Linked DNA regions of Pan troglodytes: region 1 is linked to region 2. Evidence: chromatin contacts called from public Hi-C data. All regions are on one chromosome and are shown on one strand. The core of a region is the stretch at or near the end of the contact, and the rest is flanking DNA. Distances in the headings are between cores, read along the strand shown.

Region 1 (4,598 bases), core at 1,290-3,789, 220 kb after region 2:
ATATTTTCATATGTAGAGGAATAAAAAACTACAATATGTTAGAATAGTGAGATGAGAGAAAATTCTTCTCAGTTTTCTGGTTTTAAATATTTATGTACTAAGGTTGTTCATTTAAAATTTTAATTAAAAAATTAATTAATATTATTTCCTTTAAAGAAAGCTCTCCAAACTTAATGTTATTTAACATTTAAAGGCTCTTTGGAAAGAAAATAATCGAGGAGAATTAATTTGATCTTGTTTTTAACTTTTAGAAAGTATTTAACTGCAATCCTATGAAAAATATTTATTGTATAGCTACCTATATATGCATAGAGAACGTCTGAAAAAGCAGACTCTATAATGTTTACTGGTGTTATTGCAGGGTGAATAGGTTACAGGTGACCTTTTCTTTAGAGTTTTCTAGGGTTTTCTCTCCTGAATTTTGTACAATGACCTGAAATTACTTTTATTATGGTAAAATACTAATTACGTTTTTTTAAAAAAGTCCTGGTTAGCATTTTGAAATGAAAAAATCAAATTGGTTCAAACTTGTTCAAACTTTTAAAGTCTTAAGATGGATTTTTGAACTTTAATTTTTCCTGCTTTTCATCTATACTGGTTTTAAATCTCAATTTTTAGAAGAATAATGTCTCAGTTAACTAGGTGAAGTAACTTTCGAATTTAAACAAACAAACAAAACTGGTAAGAATTTGACAGCGGTCACCAGAACAGTACTCTACCAAGCATAAGAAATCCTGGAATTATTCTATCTTGCAGAAGAGGGTGAACATCCTAAAGATTAAATTAAAAGGCACTTCTAAAAAGTATAATTGTGTTTACCCAACTTCCTAGGGAAATGTCTTTGTTAAAAAGCTGCATTTCATTCATTCATATTCCGGATAGTGGGCATTTTCTCTCTAATAAAAAGTAAAATCTCAGTAAATGGGCTACAGTTTTGTTTATTCCTAGAAAGGCTCGCTTTTAAAGTGCGGTGTCTGCAACGTTGTTATGACAATAAGTCAAATTCTTATTGATATTCCAAGTATAAAATAATCCGTAGCAATGTTACTAAAATATGCTCAATTTTGCTCTTCAAATATGAAAGCGTTTCATCTGTGTTTCAGAAACCTAACTCAGCTGTAGACAATTTGGTTTTCCCTTTTAACTTAAACTTGTTTTACTAAGATCATCAACAGATTGTCAGTTTCCCAAGCGCCTAACACTGAGGCGCTTAGATGGGAATCCGCGTTAAGGTTTTATTTAGCATCCTTCCTCATCAGAATTTTAGCGTCTTATCAGCCACTGCAATTTTCCCTGACATAAAATATATATGTTCATAGTACAAATGCACGCAAATATTTGTGGCCGAATCTCGGCAACCCGCTGGAAAGGATTAAACGTGCGGTTGCCGTGACTAAACGCATTCATTCACCCTACAAGATTTAGGAAAATGTAACGTTGCAAGGGAAGCAAGGTCTCTGTGTAAACCTCGTAATCGCCACCAAAAGTCCGTAGCTGGGAGCCTTCAAAGCCCGCCAAACACACTGGAAGCATCCACAGCTGTTTTAAATTGGTTTTGGTTTCTGGAAATAGCGCACTCGGTACGGCAGCATCTCTGGCCTCCAGCCGGGGTTAACCCTGACCTGAATGCCCTGTTTAGCTCCCAGCATTTCATGATTCCGCGTCCCTGCTCCGTAAAACCGAAGAAAACCGAGATTTCCGCCACCGAGAAATGCACTTAGCAAGAGGGGGAAATTCGGTGTTTTAAATGTCATATTTTTGTGTTCTCTACCACGATCAAGAAAAGGAAAAAAGATGTGTTTGTGTAGCGGGGACGCAGCTTGACACCCATTTCCTTTGGCTCGCATCGAGGTCGCAGAGCCCAATCGCGGGGAAACGGGCCCCCCAGAAAAACAGGCAACGACCCCCAGCTCTTTGCTACAGGGATCGGGAGAGGACTACCCTGGGGCTGGGCGGGGAGGGGGATGTTGGGAACAGGAATTGGAGATGGAATTTCTGCGCCCGCAGAGCAGGGAGGGGCCCGCGGGGGCGCGGAGAGGAAAAAAAAAAAAAGGCCAGGGGTCAAGCCTGGGGAGAGAGAAGCTGGGCCGGGGAAATGGGGTACAAGGTGTACTGAAGGAGGGGTACGGTGGGGTCCGGGACAGAAAGAGAGGCTGGTACCCAAAGGGCGCGCTCAGGCGCCCGGAACCCGAGCGGGGGAGGGGGAGGCGGCGGCCTGTTGGCCCCGGACCTCCACGTCGCGCGCAGGCCACTAACCTGTCAGCAAGAATGTGCCAGTGGTCGCGGGGCTCATCCTGCGTGTCCCCCGACCCTGTCCCGTCCAAGCACAGGGGTCTCCCAGCTCCCACCACCGGGGCAATTGCATTCTTGGCCTGGCTAGGCCGTCCGTCCTCGATTCTCCCCTCCCCTCCCTTTCTTCTTCCCTCCCAGCTTGGCCAGTTCAGCATCAGCATCCCGCACCCCCTCGGTAATCCCGTACTCCCTCTAGCGGCGGGCCACTGCAGCGTGGCCACCGCCCCCACCCCCATCCCCCATCCCCCGCACCCCCCTCCACCCCCTAGCCCGCGGAGCACGCTGGGATTTGGCGCCCCCCTCCTCGGTGCAACCTATATAAGGCTCACAGTCTGAGCTCCTGGTACACGCGCTTCAACTTCGGTTGGTGTGTGTCGAAGAAACCTGACTGCGCCCTGAGGAGAACAGCGGAGAAGGTCCACCGAGCCTGGCGAAAGGTCCGCTGAGCGGGCTGTCGTCCGGAGCCACTCCGGGCTGCGGAGCACCCAGTGGAGACCGCGCCTGGCTCAGGTGTGGGACCCCATCCTTCCTGTCTTCGCAGAGGAGTCCTCGCGTGGTGAGTATGCGGTGAGGACGTTTTTTTTTTTTAAAGATCACGTTCATTCCCCGTGCTTATCGGGAGCTGCGGGAGATGGAGTAGCACCCCAGAATGTCTCCACGCAAAACTTGTCACGCCTTCACTGGCTGTACCCCAAAACAAATGGGGAAACCAAGCCTTAAAGGCTTGGGTTTCCAGGACCAAGTCCAGATACGGGCTGTAGACAGAGATGAGCTGCGGACAGTGATGAGCTGCAGACGGTCAGGAGCTACAGATCGATTTGCAATTTGCTCTTCAAATGCGCTACCAAGTGCCATGCTTTACAAACAGATAAGCGCTTCAAATGCGCTACAAACTGGCGCTTCAGATGCGCTACAAGCACGCTTCACGCGGGCGACAAACTGATGGGTGCTACAACTGGCGCTTAATTGCGCTATAAACTGATGGGCGCTTTATGTGCCACAAACTGACGGATGGGCGCTTCAGTGGCGCTACAATCCAGAACGAGGAGCAGCGATATAGGAGCTGCAGACAGAAAACTGAATTGCGCTTTACACGCGCTGCAAAATCTGAGCTGCAGAAGAGTAGCACTACAAAAAACGCTACAAAAACGATGCGATTAGCCAGCCCGACAACAGCGCTTCATTGCGCTGCGAGGCACATGAACTGCAGAGGTACATGAGCTGCGGAACAATTCACACCTAAGATGCACTACAAAGTGGTAAGAGCTGCAGAGGTACAGGAGCTGCAGACTGTTTGCGCTACAAATAAAGCAGCCGTAGTGGGACATGAGCTGCGGAGTACAATTCCTCTGTTTTCTTGGAGCAGGACCCCACCCTTTCACCTTTTGGAATGGCTCCCACTCTATTTTTCTGCAGGACGGTTCTCTGCATGATGGTGCTGGTAGACAAAATGGAGCCCCGGGCAAAAATTAGTGTTTAACATTCTACCCACACCATTCCCGCTATAGCAGTGGAGTGGAGGGGCACTGATTGGAGTGGAAATGGGAATCTTTTGGTGATGGCAGAGCAGGCTGCCTGCCTACTTGTGCTTGATTGAAGTGGCGGTGTAGTTGTGGTGGCGCGAATCAGCGTCCAGCAACAGTTTGTGGAAACTGTGGGTTTGCTGAGTATGGCGGGGGAATTGGATCTGTGGATTGCTCTTGCTGCATGAAATGAATCTGGCTTTGGTGGCTGGTGGGAGGGGTTTGGGAGGGGGGATTCTGGCGGCGGGGGGTGTGTGCAGATACTCTGCAGCCCTGTAGCAGCCAGTCTCAGGCCTGCCCCGCCCATCCTAGCATGCCTTCTTTGCGGTGCTTAGCGCCTCCTCCTACAGCGCCTCCTCAGAGCGCGCCTCCCCTGCAGCGCGCCTTCCCAGAGCGCGCCTTCTAGATGCGGCCTCCTCAGGCCCCTCCTCCCAGCTCCTTAGCGCCTGCCTGCCCAGGCCCCACCTCTCTCTGGCCACCTCATTCTGAGGTGAGCTGCTCAGGCCCCGCCTCTTCCAGGCCCGCCTTTTCTGTGGTGAGCTGCCCAGGGCCTGCCTCTCCCAGGCCCACCTACTCTGAGGTGAACTGTCCAGGCCCCGCCTCTCCCGGGGCCGCCCCCTCTGAGGTGAACTGCCCAGGCCCCACCTCTCCTGGGCCCGCCTCCTCTGAGGTGAACTGCCCAGCCCCGCCTCTCCTGGGCCCGCCTCCTCTGAGGTGAACTGCCCAGGCCCCGCCTCTCCTGGGCCCGCCTCCTCTGATGTGAGCTCACCCAGATCCCACCTC
Region 2 (4,878 bases), core at 1,985-4,484:
ACTCATACATGTTAAATTTGCCAAACCTCTGACACTTAATTTTTACTTGATTTTCTAAAACTGTGTGGCTGGCTGTAAAAATTCTAACTCAAGAGTTTATCAGCATAAGAAATAATCACAATTATTAATGTCCTCAGAGAAATTTCTTGCCCTACATGAATTTACTAAAGGGCTTTAAACATATTAAATCACCTATTACTGCCAGTGCTTTGAATGTTGATGAGTCATATTATAAGTGGATCCACTTCAAAGAATCATAGAAGAAGCTTTGATTATAGATATTTTCAAAATGGTTTTTTTAACACTGATTATAGATCTACTTTCCCTTATAATACAGAAGTTTGAAATCATTTCTAAAAGTTTATCAATATAACTAGAGTTTCCAACTGCTACTTTGTTCATCACGATAAGGTTTGTTCCTAATGAAAATAATTTTTTTAAAAAACCGTTCTCAGATAGCATCTAGAAAATTGCCCATTTAACAATTTCTCTGAGTTATTCACAACAAATACATACTTTTATTTACAACTGGGAATGCTTTTAAAAATATAGTGAATTTATGGTCAGTTTTAACCTCCACATGTTTTCTTAGACTTTCTTCCACTAAAATATCACAATAAATGGTCACCTTGACACCATAAATTATAAAAAGAGCTTTGCTTTCCTTCTCTCAAACTTGGGAGGGCTATGTATCAAAAACAGAACAAAGTCCACTAAATCTTTTGAACCATTGAAAAGAGAAAGACAAATCAATGACAAAAATGATGTGCCTTCTCACCAATACACAAATTAAACTGCGTATTTTGTAGGATGTATAGGGTTATTGGTCTTTTTATTATCACTTTTGTGAGGTATCTGCCAAGTAAGTCTAATTCAGTAAAATAGATTGATACATTGGGAAAAAATCTCTAGTCTGCATTCTGGGTTGGGAATAAAATCATGCAGACTGTTTAGTCAACCTTTACCACTCGTATTTTTATCTAATTGGTCTGAAATATTATTTAAAACTCCCTCGGTGATTGCAATTTGCAGGAAGTCTTGAGGAAAACTGTATGAGACTAAAGCCACAAGGTTCTGAAACCCTCCCTTAAAGTCAATGGCAAAGTTGGAAGTCTGTGCCTATGTGCCTTTTTCTAGGAAGACAAAATATATTGTACTTCTCTAAGTTTTTCCAGATCCCACACAATATTTACCAAATCAGAATTGCTAGGGGTGGACCCAAGATATTTCTATATTTAATTAGTACACCAAGGTGGTTCCCATGTACTCTCAGAGTTTGAGAACCACTGGTTTATTAACATCATCATATTTTTAGGTGATTCTGTATCCCTCTCCCCAAAATGTTTAGGACTACAGCTTTCAAATAGTGGGCTCTTTAAGCTGTTTTAAAAAGAACATGTAATGGCTCATTGAACATGTGAGCAATTAATTTGGGAACAGTTACAATATTACAAATGTGATTACTTATTGCAAACCCAATTAATCCAGTCAGGAAGAATGTTAATTACAAAGGAGTGTGGAAATTAGCATGAGTGCATGACTAAATGCCTAAAATCTGACCTATTATATTGTCTGTCAGGTAATTTACTTCAAAAATACTTCCACAGGAGGTTTTATGTATATATGTGCATGAGGGCTATAAAGTAACATTAATCCACACTCCAGGGCTGATTGAGTAATCTTGGACATATCCTAATTAGGAAAATCCATAGCTTTAGAATTGGCTATTCTGGCATTTCAAATATCATCATTAAAATCTACACCAGAGGGTGTGTTAATTAGCATAAAATATGTCAATAATAATTTTTCATGGTTGAAATATGGTCTTGAAGATATATGGAGAACTAATAAATATTTAACATAATGAAACTTAGGCTAAATCTTGTTCTACTTGTGACATACCACTTGGTAGCAAGATTGACAAGGAAAGACATATAGTCCTATCTATCTTCAATCACCAGAGATGACTTATATTTACCAAAAACTCTTGAATTACTCAATTAGCTCAGATCACTTCAAAAGATGACTCCAAAAAATGGAAAAATGGTAAAAGATGGCTAAGAAAATGACACACAAAGCAAAACTGTACTGAATTGATTTAAAAAGCGAAATGAAATAATGCTGAAAACAATAACTGCATTTCTCTAATGAGCAATGGAATATCAATAAAAATGAATCCAGATATAATAGAAAGCAATCGGGAAGGATGCCAAAGTTCCAAAGAAATCATCTCTCTTTCTATGGGAGCAGCCAAGATTTACTAGGTGCTTTTATGGCCCTTCCCCTCTGGGCATAACTGAAAAGCTAGAGGAAGAGCCTTAGCCAAGCTGAGCCACTCAACTCCTCTCTTTTGAAAATTTAAAAGTTGTAGTGGAGAATGGCAAGGAATAATGGAGGCATGACAATGACAGCACTCTACAGACGACTGTGAACTTTTGCAGATGAGGTCACAAAACAGTACTAGATTTTTGGTTGTTCTTTCAATTATGAAATAATCCAGTATCCTTCTACTAACTTTCCTTTTTGCTTAAGTTAGAGAAAGTTAATTTCTGTTATATAAAACAAAAACAGTTTCAACTAATATACCTAGTAAACAGGACATGGCAAAAATGGAGGAATACAGGACCATCTTAAAGTAGAAATAAGAGTCACAATTTTGAATAGTCTTAAAAAGTACCCAGATAAAGAACATTGTTGGAACACAATTCATGGATGTTTGGCATTTCTGCATGTTTTGCAAGCAGAGACACTGATGACCTTCGTTCTGAAATATCTGTTCAAGGATGTTTGTATAATGATAGTGTGCAACCTTGGAAGAGAGAGTTAATGTCTCCCTTCAGAGGAGAGGTTACTGTCCACTATAATCAAGATAATAGCTCCCTGCAGGGCAAATGTCAAGCAGGTTTGCTCCCAGCCCATTGTAGTTTTGGGTTCCATTTGTTGGTGTTTCTCAATTGCAACACATCCATTTGGATTGCTCTGCATTTTCCCCAAGGGACTTGGGGAAAGGGGGCCTGAAGCAAATATAAAGCTTTTAGTTCCTTGCCTTGCTGGAACAAAGTCTTTCGTCTCTGACCCAGAAGCTGCATGCCTTCCGCCAGCATCTATTAAACTGTGGCCGGCTAACATCTTAGCTTTAAAGTAGAGAAAATTCCAGATCCTTCAGAGTTCTTGACAAACATTTCAAAGAAGAATTTATAACAGAATGAAGCTGCATCCGTTCTGTATTCTTGTCTTTCAAGTTGCCTAGCAACTAGTTGGTCACCACTGATCTGACAATCTGCAGTAATGAACAACCACGCTATATAGAAAAGTGTAATTGAACTACATGCTTCTAGATGGCAGATTGTCTGATTCATCTCTGTATCTCTATCACCTAGCCCAGTAATACAGACTCCAGACTTCGTGATTTTATTGTTGCAGGACTTTTCCTTAGTTTAGCTAATGACAGGGTTCTTTGTTCCATGGCCACAAAAATTCAGGCTTGCAGATAGTTTGAATGGTGAGTAAGACAGGGTTTTACTGGGTGAAAAAAGAAGAAAAGGGGAAACGGGGACTCTCCCTAGGCCAGAGTCCCTGCTAGAGTACTTCTCGCCTGGCCATTTAAATTCCAGGTTCCAGATAGGAAGAGGAGGGGCCAGACTACTCCCCTCTGCAAACAGCGTGAACTTCCGTGTCTCCACCCAATGCACATTCCTCCTAGTGTGCAGGTTGGTTGGAGTTTTTCCAGGGACCCTCTCCCACCTGGCTATCTCATGATGCTGAACAATTATTAAACAAAAGAGGAAACTATAAAAATGACTGCTGGAATATGTATAGAGTTGTAGTAACTAAGATAGTCCAAAATCTGTATCATAGGTACTTTACCTTATAATCATCTTGTATCTTCAGGTTTATTTAAGCAAAACGAACAGAGATCCAGTCAAGGAAGCTCAGGTGACAGGGACATACATAGAGAAATAAGAGCAAGAAAGGTAACAGACTACTGAAGTTGGAGCTGCAACGTGGCTGCCCCTTTATTTATTTATTTTTTTAGAGGCAGGGTCTTGCTATGTTGCCCAGGCTGAAATACAGTGGCTATTCATGGTGCCATCATAGCACACTGTGGCCTCGAATTCCTGGGCTCAAACAATCCTCCTGCCTCAGCCTCCCAAGTGGCTGGGACTACAGGCTCACACCACCATGACAGGCTTGGCTCTCTATTTAAGATGGCTTCAGAGATCTCAGGAGCAGTAGTTTGTGACTTTTTCAACTCTTTCCTCTACAGCTTCACCACTAATCTGGTTCATTCACATTCTGCATGTTTTTTTCATATCTGCTATTAATTGGCTTTCATCATTATTATTATTTGATTTCTAAGAGAGAGATTCTGATATAGTTCATAAATCCCTAGACAGCCTAGTAAGTGCTGACATTTGGGTAGGTATCCCATCATGAGAGTCGTGTGATATAAAACATAGCCACCTAGACATCAGAAGCTCTGCGTGGGCAATTTTTAAAGGAGGCAAGGGTATGAAAGACCATAAATAACATCTCTATTACAAACTGCATCACAAAAGTTGTAATGTTTTATAACTTTTCTCAATAAAACAGAAACTTAATTTAATTCAAATACTTTGTATTTGAATGCCTGCTTTGTATCTACCCATCTCACACTCTTCCTAGCACTCCTTTCTCCTTGAAAATATATATGTTGGTCAGGCCTGGTGGCTCACACCTATAATCCCAGCACTTTGGGAGGCCGAAGCAGAATGATCACTTAAGCCCAGGAGCTTGAGACCAGCCTAGGCAACATAGTGAGACCCTGTCTCTACACAAATAGCCAGGTATGATGGTGTGCACCTGTACTCACAGCTACTACAGAGGATGAGGCAGGAG

The links. Hi-C and Micro-C count contacts between places; a contact is called where the count stands out from the background.
Region 1: a contact with region 2 is called in a Hi-C map of stem cell-derived neural progenitor cells, with 4 times the contacts expected there. The contact joins the promoter of SGCE here to the enhancer-like site in region 2. A contact is called at or near these places in 1 of 7 Hi-C or Micro-C datasets (stem cell-derived neural progenitor cells) and 1 of 1 datasets of contacts at active chromatin or transcription factors (stem cell-derived excitatory neurons).

Annotation. Positions count from the first base shown.
Region 1 is chr6:104,030,998-104,035,595 of NHGRI_mPanTro3-v2.0_pri, forward strand. It overlaps SGCE (sarcoglycan epsilon), which reads right to left and starts at 2,540. Exons shown (of 12, transcript XM_009453639.2): 1 at 2,257-2,540. The coding sequence starts at 2,365. It overlaps PEG10 (paternally expressed 10), which reads left to right and starts at 2,596. Exons shown (of 2, transcript NM_001302445.1): 1 at 2,596-2,859. The coding sequence starts at 2,855.
Region 2 is chr6:103,814,692-103,819,569 of NHGRI_mPanTro3-v2.0_pri, forward strand. No RefSeq gene overlaps it. Among named protein-coding and RNA genes, the nearest start is that of COL1A2, 45 kb to the left of the region's middle. Within about 2 kb of position 3,235, at least 3 of the 24 cell types and tissues checked have an H3K27ac peak or open chromatin away from gene starts, as enhancers often do. A contact at or near this core is called in stem cell-derived neural progenitor cells, where this site is marked.